Linked DNA regions of Triticum aestivum: region 1 is linked to region 2. Evidence: chromatin contacts called from public Hi-C data. All regions are on one chromosome and are shown on one strand. Each heading gives the region's core, a stretch centred on a gene start, on an enhancer-like site or on the middle of the called end of the contact. The rest is flanking DNA. Distances are from core to core; before and after follow the strand shown.

Region 1 (6,417 bases), core at 2,715-5,214, 200 kb before region 2:
CTCCGCCGTTGCCAGGCACTCGCCGACCCCTCCCCCCACCTGCACCGCCTCGTCGCCTCGCCTCATCCCCGCCAGCCTCCCCGGGCCTCGTCGCCCCATCGACGCTCGTTGTCCCCGCCGGCAACCGCCCCCGACGCCGCCCGGATCGACCGTCGCCGCCGAACAGGACCACCTCGCCGGACTGCCTCCCGCTCCGCCGTGTCATCCCCGCCGGCCTCCCCGAACCTTCCCGCGCCCACTGCCCAGACCCCACGACCCGTGGTGAGGCCCCTCCTTCTCTCTTCCCTGCATGGCCACGCCCTCTGCTCCCCCCCGTCGGACGTTGTCCGTCCCGCCCGACCGCGCCGTCGCTCGGGCCAAGCCCCGTTTGCTGCTCCTCTAGCTCATGCGTCGTCGCCTCTCGCCCGTGCGCGTGCCCAGGGCGCGCCCCTGTCTTGGTTGGCCGCCCTCCTCCGACCCTGTCCGCGGCCATGTGCACCCGCTGCTCCCGCCGCCTCTGCTCGCGTTGTCGCCTCCCTGATACGGCCCCGCGTCGGCGCTCGTCGCCGCCCGCGACCGTGCTCCGCTCCGCCCCGCGCATCTTCGCCATGGGACGCCGAGTGCCCGCCGCGTCGCCTCGGGTCCGTCCCGACGGGCGCTGCGCCCGCTGCCCGCACGCCCACTCGGGCCGTCGCCCGTTCGGGTGGCGCCCGTAACCCGCACGCCCGCATAGGCTCCAGTGGCCCTATGACAATGGGCCCCACTCCAAAACGTTTTTTATTAAAAAAACAAAATAAAAATAAATATATAAACAATTAATTAATTAATAATTAAAATAGTTAATGAATTAATTAAGTTAATTAATCATGATTAATTAATCTAATTAAGTAGATAGTTTAATTAAACCCTAATTAGACTAATTAGTCAATGACGAATGGGACCCACAAGTCAGGTTGACCAGTCAACTCTGTTGACTACTGATGTCAGCATGACATCATGCTGATGTCATTAAATCATTTTCGAATTAATTAAATAATTAATTAAATTCCAGAAATTAATAAAATCTTTAGAAAATCATATCTTTTAATCCGTAACTCGGATTAAAATATTTTCAACATGAAAGTTGCTCAAAACGACGAGACAAACCCGGATACGCAGCCCGTTCGTCCACCACACACCCCTAACATATCAAACCCGCAACTTTCCCCCTCCGGTTCATCTGTCAGAAAACACGAAACACCGGGAATACTTCCCGGATGTTTTCCCCCCTTCACCGGTATCACCTACTACCGCATTAGGGCACACCGAACACAGCGTATTGTCTTGTTACACTTTGTGATGCTTTGATTGCTCTGTTATTTATTGTGTTCCCTCTCCGTTACTTCTTTCCGATAGACCCCGAGACTGCCGGCAACCCCCAGTTCGACTACGGTGTTGGTGACTCGTCCTTCTTGCCACAGCAACCAGGCAAGCCCCCCCCCCCTTGATCACCAGATATCGCCTATTCTCCTCTATACTGCTTGCATTAGAGTAGTGTAGCATGTTACTGCTTTCCGTTAATCCTATTCTGATGCATAGCCTGACATTGTTGCTACATCTGTTGATACCTTACCTGCAATCCTAAATACTTAGTATAGGATGCTAGTTTATCATCATTGGCCCTACATTCTTGTCAGTCTGCCTTGCTATACTATTGGGCCGATCACTCGGGAGGTGATCACGGGTATATACTATACATACATACATACTATACAGATGATGACTAAAGTCGGGTCAGCTCGATGAGTACCCGCAAGTGATTCTGATGAGGGGGCTGAAAGGACAGGTGGCTCCATCCCGGTAGAGGTGGGCCTGGGTTCCCGACGGCCCCCGGCTGTTACTTTGTGGCGGAGCGATAGGGCAGGTTGAGACCACCTAGGAGACAGGTGGGCCTGGCCCTGTTCGGCGTTCGCGGATACTTAACACGCTTAACGAGATCTTGGTATTTGATCTGAGTCTGGCTACTGGCCTATGCGCACTAACCAACTACGCGGGAAAGTTATGGGCACTCGACGTCGTGGTATCAGCCGAAGCCTTCTTGACGTCAGCGACTAAGCGGCGCGCGCCGGGTTGGACTGCGTTAACGCAACTTCCTTTGTAATGGAGGTTGCTAGGTCTGCTCATCGGCCGCGTACGCAACGTGCAGGTGTGCAATGGGCGATGGGCCCAGACCCCTGCGCGCATAGGATTTAGACCGGCGTGCTGACCTCTCTGTTGTGCCTAGGTGGGGCTACGACGTGTTGATCTTTGGAGGCCGGGCATGACCCAGGAAAGTGTGTCCGGCCAAATGAGATCGAGCGTGTTGGGTTATGTGGTGCACCCCTGCAGGGAAGTTAATCTATTCGAATAGCCGTGATCTTCGGTAACAGGACGACTTGGAGTTGTACCTTGACCTTATGACAACTAGAACCGGATACTTAATAAAACACACCCTTCTAAGTTCCACAGACAACCCGGTGATCGCTTTTCCACAGGGCGACGAGGGGAGGATCGCCGGGTAGGATTATGCTATGCGATGCTACTGGAGATGCTACTTGGAGATGCTACTTGGAGATGCTACTTGGAGGACTTCAATCTACTCTCTTTACATGCTGCAAGACGGAGGCTGCCAGAAGCGTAGTCTTCGACAGGATTAGCTATCCCCCTTTTATTCTGGCATTTGCAGTTCAGTCCACCGATATGGCCCTTTACACATATACCCATGCATATGTAGTGTAGCTCTTTGCTTGCGAGTACTTTGGATGAGTACTCACGGTTGCTTTTCTCCCTCTTTTCCCCTTTCCCTTCTACCTGGTTGTCGCAACCAGATGCTGGAGCCCTGGAGCCAGACGCCACCGTCGACGATGATTCCTACTACACTGGAGGTGCCTACTTCTACGTGCAGGCCGCTGACGACGACCAAGAGTAGTTAGGAGGATCCCAGGCAGGAGGCCTGCGCCTCTTTCGATTTGTATCCCAGTTTGTGCTAGCCTTCTTAAGGCAAACTTGTTTAACTTATGCCTGTACTCAGATATTGTTGCTTCCGCTGACTCGTCTATGATCGAGCACTTGTATTCGAGCCCTCGAGGCCCCTGGCTTGTATTATGATGCTTGTATGACTTATTTTATTTTTAGAATTGTGTTGTGATATCTTCCCGTGAGTCCCTGATCTTGATCGTACACGTTTGCGTGTATGATTAGTGTACGATTGAATCGGGGGCGTCACAGACCTCAACTCCCTTGTGGATTTGGAAGGAACTTTACATTGTTACTTGTTTCCCTTGTTGATTGTGAATCTTGTGGTACTTATATGGATTTGTGGAGAGAGTGGATGTGTGATTTGGATCCCGTCTTGCGTGTTCTTCTTTTCTTTTGATCCATCTCCAAATGTGAAAGATTGAGCCACATAGGGGTTTATTACCATACAACAAGCCTCCTGATGCCACCTCCACTAACCTCAGGCAGCGCGTCGTCCACCTGCGGCATAGTGGCAAAAATGGAGAGGAAGAAAGCGGATGGGAACAGTACGTTGTGGGGTGGGATTGGGGGTGGAAGGAAAAGGTGGTTCCTCATCAACATGCGTTCGCGCTAAGCCATCTTTGAAATGGACACCTGTAAAGTGTGACGTGGTAGGTGCCTTTGCTCCAAGATTCGGGTTCGTGGTGGAATGGCCGGATAAGCGCCGAATCGCTATAGAACTATAGTAGTCTCCATTCTATAGCACTTCGGTACTATTCGTTTCTAAATATTTGTCTTTTTAGAGATTTCAAATTGACTATCACATACGAATATATATAGACATATTTTAGAGTGTAGATTCACTCATTTTGCTTCATATGTAGTCATTTGTTGAAATATCTAGAAAACAACACTAAAATAGTGATATAAATGCTCTTATATTTCTTTATCGATGGAGTAATTTATAAAGCTGGACGCTTCTTTTGTCGGGCAGAAAAGAAAAAATCACACCATTTGCTGCGGCCGTCCTCCTTGGGTTCGGCACGTGACTTTTTGTGCGAACCGTTCGCTTTCTCCCTTCCCTTGTCGCTCGGAACTTGGGAATCCGGAAGCTATTCTAGAGAAATCGGGAATCCCCTGCTCGTCGGCCCCGCAGTCTCGCTCCGTCCTCCCGCGACCTCCTACCCCCATCCGCCCAAGGAAGCGAGATTGCTACTCCGGCCCCAAGTGAAGATCCATCCGGCCGTAGTTCCTTCTTTTGTTGTTGGTAAGAAAGCCCTAGCTTTCTTTGGATCCATGTTCTTCTCGCTCTCATTTCAGCGGCCGCCAATGTCTATTTAGTATGTACCCTGACGAACTGGTCATAGTACTAATAACAGGAGCAGGCTTATTTTCATGAAAAATATGGGGGTTCAATTGATTGATTGAAACAATCCACATCCCCTGATCATCTGATTCTTGTGCAATCCCCTCAGCAAGGTCCTAATGTTTGGGCAGACTGCGGGGCTGGGTCTCAGTTTTATGCAAGTTGGGAACATTTTTAACCTTGGATTGACTATCAGTTAGAAATAAAATAGAAATCTTGGTGGCTGAATTTGCAATTCGAATTGCCCTTTTAGCTAAAGTTGGTACTGCGGTTCGAAATACTTCGAAAGATCGTAGTATTATTTTGGGGGCCAACTAGACCAGAGGTTACACATCCTAACCAATGTTTTTGCATTAAATTACTGATTTGATGTGTGGGACTATGGAGTTTTTGTAAAAAGCTTCCTACTTGTAATAGTGGCACCTCTAATTAATGCCTTCCTGCTTAATTATTGCAAATTATCCAGTTGAATCGTTTCGTAATTGAGCACCTGAAAGGGGATGTGAATTTTGATGCTTCCTGTGCCGGGTAACTGAAGTGTTGTTCAAAGTTGGACGCTTGTAGCTAAACTGCTTCATCAGCAACCTGAATAGATTCGTCCTCATCGCTTTGTCACTTTGTTTGCTGTTTTGCATTTGATGAACAGACAGCAATGGATATAGATGATGTGATCTGCAACTTGCGTGTTGTTGGCATGCCAACCAAGAGTGCTATATACACATGGGGATATAACCAGAGTGGCCAGACTGCACGCAAGGGCAAGGAGCGCCACCTGAGGATCCCCAAGAGCCTACCTCCCAAACTATTCACCTGTAGGGATGGCGAGAACCTCAGATGGATTGATATTGCATGTGGCCGTGCGCACACTGCTGCAGTAGTTTCTGACGGATCACTCTTCACCTGGGGTAGGTCCATCTTTACTAAATCTTGTATATTGCGGAGTGTTAGATAACCATCAAGCGGGAGTGTTGCCATTAATGCCATGCCATCGCTGTTATATTTGGATCTGAAATATTGTAGTTGAGTTATTATCCCTGATGATTTTTACCATCGGGGCCAGTGGCGGTGCTACATGCGCATGGCCCACCCAGCTCTGGAGCATTTCATCATATTACAGCCAGACCATGAGCCGTAGAATGCCATCCTTGAGTACTCTTGCAGCCTGGCCCACCCAGCCCATCCAGTTTTTTGGTGCAAGCTCTGCCACTAGTCAGTGCTACATGCTTGGAGAAGTTCCTGCCTAGTAGTGAATGGACTATACTATTCATGGATACTTGGCACATCATACTCGCTAGGCATTTTGAGACCAGTCTCACCAATTTTATTTATCTCCTTTTAACTGGCTTGTCGGTTGTTCTTCTGTGTCGCGATATGGATTGCGTGTAGGTGATAATCATGATAGGCAGGAGGCCGTGGACCAGTACCCTTGCGGTGTCCTGTCGGCGGAGCTGTGATAGCAGAAGTTGCACAAGGGACAGGGCATCCAAATTATGGGAGGCAGAAGCAGAGAAATAGAGATCGGTGATTAGACTTTGTAGCTTGATTAATAAGAACGGTGGCTGCCTCGTTATATAGAGGTTGTCCTTACTCATATGACTCAGAAGCAAAGTTGGACTTAGGACTCTTCCCTATGCTAAACGTGCAGCTACTAAGACACCATATAGGACAAGGACTCGAGCTGAAGGCATCTAGATCATGCTGCAACCGAGTAGTACTAGGATTCCTTGGCCCTCTCAGCTGGAGGTCTGGAAGCATGGTGCCTCCTCTGATAACATGACATTCTGATAGTTATTATGTAATATTTTTCCGATTCCACCCTACTGTGCAACCTTTTTGTGTCTATAATTTGGTAGAAAGTACCAAGTATATGTGAACATGATTAGAAATCTTCCAAAAGCAGATTACATTTGACTTAAAATGTACAGGTGCAAATGACTTTGGCCAGTTGGGAGATGGGACAGAGGAGAGTGCAAAGGAACCTAAAAAGGTCAATGCACTGGCGACTGAGTTTGTGAAATCGGTGTCCTGTGGTGCACACTGTACAGCTGCTATTGCTGAACCTCGAGAAAATGATGGCTCAATATCGAGAAGCAGGT
Region 2 (6,843 bases), core at 1,233-3,732:
TCATTGGATTTACCCTTGCCTCTAGTTTGCTTCTAGATGGGTCATTTTGCCTTTGGTGGAGCAGTCTTTTCTTCCACTCTATTAGGCTGGCTCATAGATGAGCCTTCGGTACGAGGATATGGAGCTTTAATTGCCTTTCTTGTCCTCACAAACCTCTCGGCCTTTAAGGCTAGAGCTTGTGCTTGATCAACATACCAGATTTGTTGCATCATCAATCAATCTTGAATAGCATCATTGAGACCATTGATGTACCTTGCAACTTGTTGATCTTCAGTCTCATCAAGGTTGCACCTCACTTGTAGCCTTAGAAACTCCTTCGTGTAATCTGAAACAATCCTATTTCCTCGGGCACAATTCTGAAATTGGATAAATAGGATCTGGTCATAATCAGCGGGCAAAAATCTCCTTTTCAAGAGACTTTTCATTTGTCGCTAAGTTCTCACACGAGATTCTCCTCTCATCCTGTGCTCTTCTTGAACGTGATGCCACCATGCATCGGCTCCTCCTTTCAGCTTGTATGCGACCAAAGGAACTCTACAATCTTATGGAGCCTCTATGACCTCAAAGAAAGTCTCCACTTCATATAACCAATCTAGGCACCTTTCAATATCAACATTTCCATTAAAAATTGGGATCTCAGCTTTCACCTTGTATGTATCCCTTGCATATGTAGGGTTGGGTACTCTCTGATATGCATGGAGTCAGCTTCTTCAAGGGCTTCATCATATTCTTCACCTTCAAAAGTTTCAACATAAATTGGCCTTCTTGAAGCACGTTGAACAACACGTTGTTGTGGCGGTCTTGCTCCAAGAATACCTCTCCTTCTTCTTTGATGAACATCTTCTTCTTCTTTAGAGGAATCTCCTTCATTGGTAGCAGGGGACACCCTTTCTTATCATCTCAACTAGCTGATCAAATCTCCGATTAAGATCTTCATGCAGCTCTTTGATTTGTTGTTTTGCATCATCCATCCTCTTCTCCAATTGCTCCATTGCTTGCTGCAGCTTGCTCTCGAAGAGGACAACAAAAACTAGTATGGGTCAACGAGGCTCTGGTGCCACCTGAAGCAGCACAAAGGTTGTGGAGGAGCAACTCCATTTTGCTGCTACAATGTGTACAACACAAGTGTTGAAGGAACAACTTCAATGTGTTGCGCTAGATTCCGCTCTAGAGGCGAACGTAGGCCGATATGGCAGCAAGAGTTCAATCCAGAACTCCTAGAGCACAAGACCTACTCCAAGATCTTAGATAAGAACAACAAGTTCTATTATAGGTAGTGGGTACATAGTCTGGTTTACAAAGTAGAGGTGATGACCTCTATTTATAGAGCTTTGGGAAGCCTTCACATACTTCTACTTATAGCTGGAACACTCCAGAAAACATTATTTAGGATTCATCTCTCTATTCACAACTACTCATAACTATAGAACTCTAGAAACAACGGGTAGGGTAAAGAAAACAAAAGAAATACTACACTAGAGTGGAATCATCTAGAAATAGCCAAATAGATTTGGCATGTGTTTTTCTTTCTTCTCATCTAGTGTTCCTCATCATCCAGGCCATGGCTCCGTTAAGTGAAGTTGAAAGATGCATGATGCTTATGACTTTCTAGAGAGCATGGTATGTGCGGAACGAAGTGACACATTCCAAGGCAGCTCCGCACATGGAAGCTTCTGTGAATTATCTACAGAGCTATTTGGATTCACTGATTTGCACTCAGCTGAACTCACACATTGATCCAACAAAAGATAAATTTGTTACTACATATATTCCTAGTGTACCTGGGATTAGATGCCCTGATGTTGACCCAGGTTGGACACCACCGAGGCATGGATGACTAAAACTGAACACTGACAGATCTTACGTGGCGAGTGAGGTGGCCGGTGCATGAATAATCTTTGCGGAGATCTGATGGAGAAATTATTTTCTCGGCATGTAGAGCCCTGTTTACCTGCATGAACGCACTAGAGGCAGAGTTATGTGCATGTATGGAAGGCCTTTCTTTTGCCTTACAGAGAAGTGAACTCCTGGTGGTTATTGAGATGGACTCGCTGACATCGGTTGCTATGATCACTAGTAGCGAGGTGGATCGCTCAGTTTATGCTTCTCTGGTCAATGAGATTAGATATCTTATTAGTCATCAAACTATTTGTATTAACTCATGTTTTTCGTTCTCAAAATAAGGCTAGTGATAGGTTAGCAAACTTTGGTAGAAGAGAAGGCAGGACTATGACTTGGTTGGGTTCAGGCCCTGATGAAGTTCTCGTAGAAGTTCGTAATGATTGTAGACATTGTGATAGAGTAATACAAGTATTTCCCCGAAAAAAAGAGAGAAGGAAGAAAGTGATTGTGCTAAGCAAGCACAGATGCGAATGCGACAGTGCAACCAACCAGCCTGTCCCTTCCTTTTCCCCAGCAACTCAACGCGGAACGTGCTAGGGAAGGGAACCGGTCTTCCACGCCACGCGTCCCCACGCGACGGAAATCCCACTCGCCTCGCCTCGCCTCGCCACCGTAAGCCCGTAACAAACAAATCTTTCCTCTTTTCTTCTTCCTCCTGCTCCCGGTCTGCCCGCCGCTAACCCCTACGAGCAAGCAATCCTGCCTGCCCCACAGGCACACCACCCCCCCACGGCCTCCAGATCGGAGCTGGCGAGTCCCGGACCCTACTACACCTGCTGCTCTGAGTGAGGCGGCCGGGCTGGGGGTTGGTCGCTTCCTGGTTGGCCGCCCACGACCAGTTCTTGATCCCGGACTGCTTCAAGCGGGCCGGGTCTGGTCGTTTCTTGGTTGAACTGATTGGTTGCTGCTGACTTGGTCGATCTCCTCTTCTTCCATTGCTGCTTCGTCGTGTCGGCTGGCCATTGCAGTTGCACACAAGGTGTTTGTTTGGCGGCAGGGCGGCAGCGGGCGCTGCTGAGCTAGGTTGCTCGCTGGCTTCTTCGTTGGTGTTAAGCGGTATGCCAGGTAGGTAGATCTGCTCGGAGGGACGGCCATTCGACAGTTGCTGTATCAAAGCTGGATAGACAGGCAGATCTTGAGAGACGCCGATCACTGTTCTGCCGCTCGGACGGACCCTGTTGATTCGTAGCTCTCAAGCTTTACCATGCTGAGAAATCCTTGCTGAGTGTGGATAAACTTCACATAGGAGGTTTCTGAGGCTGAACCAGGCGCTTTTGACTTGTGAGGGCTGAGGATCAGTAATTAATCAAATCATGTGGAGACCGTTCAGGCAGCTCATGCCCAAAGAGCATTCCGGGCCTTCTGGCGGCCTCGAGGGCCGAACCATCGATGTCGGCAATGTGAAGGTGCACGTCCGGGAAGCCATTGCTGAGGGTGGGTTCTCGTGCGTGTACCTCGCCCGGGACCTGACCAACCCAGCAAAGAAGTACGCGCTCAAGCACGTCATTGCCCAGGACAAGGAGTCGCTGGACCTGGTGCAGAAGGAGATCACGGTGATGAGGGCGCTCAAGGGGCACCCGAACGTGGTCACGCTCGTTGCGCACGCCATAATGGATATGGGCCGTGGGAGGGAGGCGCTTCTGCTGATGGAGTTCTGCGAGAGATCGCTGGTTTCTGCCTTGGACACTAGAGGTACTGCAGGGTTCTATGATGAGGAGCAGGTTGCTCTCATCTTCCGGGATGTTTGCAATGCGGTGTTCGCGATGCACTGCCAGACACCACCTGTTGCTCACAGGTCTGCCTTTCATATCCCAACCTATGGAATTGCTGTGTGAAATGTCTACAGCAAGCAGTTCTCTGTTGTTGGTGCTTTTGCAATGAACGTTTTGCATGTGACTCCATTGCTTCGTCGGATAGAGTTAGTCCCATGACAAGCAGCAGGAAATCATGTGCTAGTTACTCCATCTTATCTTGAGCATATTGTTTCATCTGTATCAGAATACTGTATTGCTCTCTGATGTACTCCCTCCGTAAACTAGTAAACTAATATAAGAGCGTTTAGATCACTAAAATAGTATCAGGACACAAGTATGTCACTTACATCGATCATGTGGCAGCTTTAGTTTTGCATAATTCTATGCTGTTTCATATAGCTTTCCACTCAGTCTTGGTTGCGTTACTTCATCTAGTGCATTATAAACTCCAGTTGGCTGTAGATTGCAATTGGATAATTCATTATTACATGTTATTCTTTTAACATTGTCAGTCTAATCCTTCAAGAAATTGCTACGTCGATCTTCATTCTAGAGGCATCACAGCAAATCTATTCTATGTGCAGGGACCTAAAGGCCGAAAATGTGCTTCTTGGTGCTGACGGGGCTTGGAAATTATGTGATTTTGGTAGTGTATCAACAAACCATAAGTGCTTTGATAAACCAGAGGAGAGGGGCATTGAAGAAGATGTCATCAGAAAGCATACAACTCCTGCTTATAGGGCTCCTGAGGTTTGATTGAATCAACCTATTATGACTTATGAGCTCTTTCTCAGTTCCTTCACATATTTACTTAATATAAGCTTGTTTACTGATTGCAGATGTGGGACTTGTACAGGAGGGAAGTTATTAGTGAGAAAGTAGATATATGGGTAAACCATCTTTGCAGCCATTACACTATTTTTTTTGTTTCCTGTATTACCTATCTTGTTCTTTGAACTGGTGTTTACTTTGTTGTATCTGATTAACTCTTAATAACTGCATAAGCTAAGGTGGTACTGATTTTTTTAGGCTCTTGGATGTCTCATGTATAGAATCTGCTACTTAAAATCAGCTTTTGGTTTAGAATCAAAGCTTCAGATCCTCAATGGGAACTATCGTATCCCTGAATTACCGAAGTACTGTTCTTCCATTACAAGTCTGATCGAAGAGATGCTTCAGTCCTCTCCAGATGCCAGACCAGACATTACACAGGCAAGGGCTTTGCTTCATTGGCCATTCACTTCCATGAATTTAGGTTGGTCTTAGTTAGTGCATGTGGCCGAATTAGCCTTCCAGTTCTCTAATATTCATGCATGTACTGTTATAGGTATGGTTTCGTGTTAATGAGTTACTTCCTTTGGAGCTGCAAAAGGATTTACCTGATGGATCCCCATCTGGATCAGCATTTGAATTGCAAACTACTGAGGATGAAGGTTTGGCTTCTTTGATTTTGCCCTTCTTAAGAATTGAAGCCGCTGCTGTGAGCATGGTTTCTTATTTTCATGTTACTTCTTAGGTTTATGTGTAGAAAGATTAGTAAATGTAAGGAATACATACGCGAAAGCTTACCTACTAGATAACGGCAATTGGATGCAATATATTTCATGAGATTCAGTTGTATGGAACATGAACATTTGTTTCAATAATATGATAATTAAAACTGAAAATACATATGATTTAATGTATTGTATAGTTGATTTTTTATTGAATATAAGTGTAAGTAATCTAATCATAATAGAACGAAAATTTCCATGCATGGTTTGTGTTAAGGTGGGCCTTCTCCCATGCATGGTTGCATGCTGAGGTGGCATGTTTGCATGTGAATATAAGTGTAAGTAATCATAATAGAACTATCGATTCAGAAAAAAGTTAGAACATCTTATAATAGTGAACGGAGGGAGTAGGACACAAGGATACCAGGGAAAAGCATTTTTTTAGATAGTGCAAGGATGACATGGAAAAGCCATTTTGTTATAGTAGTTCATCAGATTTTTCTTCTCTAGGTCTCAGTGATTTTGGTTCCATATGAGAACAACTTCATCTGCTATATTTATTTCGTAATGAAAACTATGTATTCCAGGACCTTCTTCATCACGGTCAAGAGACAATGTGAGAAATACACCTCCGAAAGGTCCTTCCATTTTGAGGTCACAAGTTCCTGCTGAGAGTAAGGGTTCTGCAGGTGCATTTTGGTCAACTCAACATGCACAAGAACTAGCTTTTGCGGATGACAAGGGGTCAGTTCTAGATCAAGAGCCCATACATGATGGCATAGCAAAGCAACCTCAGGCAAAGAACCAGAACACAACACGGAATGCATACAGACAGTCTCTTTCTGCTTCTGTTGATAGTTCTCCTGGGGATTTTGAAATAAGGTTTTCTCCAAATGGTTCAGAATATGGCCTAGAGAAAACCCAAAACACTAAACCAGATAACAAAACCAGTGCACAGACTGCCACTTTTAGCTCCTTTGTGGCAGACTTTGATAATGTTAAGGTGAGCTCAGAGGACAATGCCGGTAGTTTAAACGCGGCAAGTAAATTGAAAGGACAACAGCTGGAGGCCGAAGTAACTTTACTCAAGGAGCAATTGAAGATAGCAAACTTAGAGAAGGAAGAAATCTCACTGAAGTTTGATAGATTGTCAGCCATTTGCTCCTCTCAGAGGCGGGAGATACAGGAACTTAAACAAGCGCTAGCCACAACTTCTGCACCAGTGCCAGTTAAGGAGTTGAAAGAAAATTTGAAGGCTGAATTCTCCCCACCCAGCACAAGCCTTGACACTCCGGTATGATTACTACATGTCTAACTAATCTTCTTACTGTACAAAATAATATCTAGATTGACTGGCTAGAGCGGAAAATTCGTAACAGATATACATAAGTGAAACCATATAGTTTTAAGTTCTAACATATAATGAATTAATGATCTAGCCCGGTGTTTCCAATTTCATAGCTAATTAGCCATTACTGCACACAATCTGAACCCTTAGCTGATACAGTAATGTATTACTTTTCACAGCCAAGGGAGAAGATTGCAGGAACCCCACCAGAGCTCCGGCAAGGTCTATTTACATCAAGTCCAGGGACAGCAAGCCCAGATCCCAAGCCATGGTCCGCTTTCCCTGAAGAGCCGAAAGCTCAAGCAGCTGTAAAAAGTGCCCACCCGAGGTCGGTCCGAACTTTAAG

Evidence for each region. A called contact is a pair of places that touch in the nucleus more often than the background predicts.
Region 1: a Hi-C map of leaf shows a contact between it and region 2, with 8 times the contacts expected there. The contact joins the promoter of LOC123111606 here to the promoter of LOC123111604 in region 2. A contact is called at or near these places in 4 of 5 Hi-C or Micro-C datasets (leaf and an unstated tissue).

What each region holds. Positions count from the first base shown.
Region 1 is chr5B:318,834,234-318,840,650 of IWGSC CS RefSeq v2.1, reverse strand. It overlaps LOC123111606 (RCC1 and BTB domain-containing protein 1), which reads left to right and starts at 3,964. Exons shown (of 9, transcript XM_044532428.1): 1 at 3,964-4,222; 2 at 4,968-5,226; 3 at 6,247-6,417. The coding sequence starts at 4,974.
Region 2 is chr5B:318,636,672-318,643,514 of IWGSC CS RefSeq v2.1, reverse strand. LOC123111604 (AP2-associated protein kinase 1) reads left to right here and starts at 2,482. Exons shown (of 9, transcript XR_006454580.1): 1 at 2,482-3,697; 2 at 4,241-4,406; 3 at 4,496-4,546; 4 at 4,686-4,868; 5 at 4,984-5,089; 6 at 5,737-6,443; 7 at 6,677-6,843.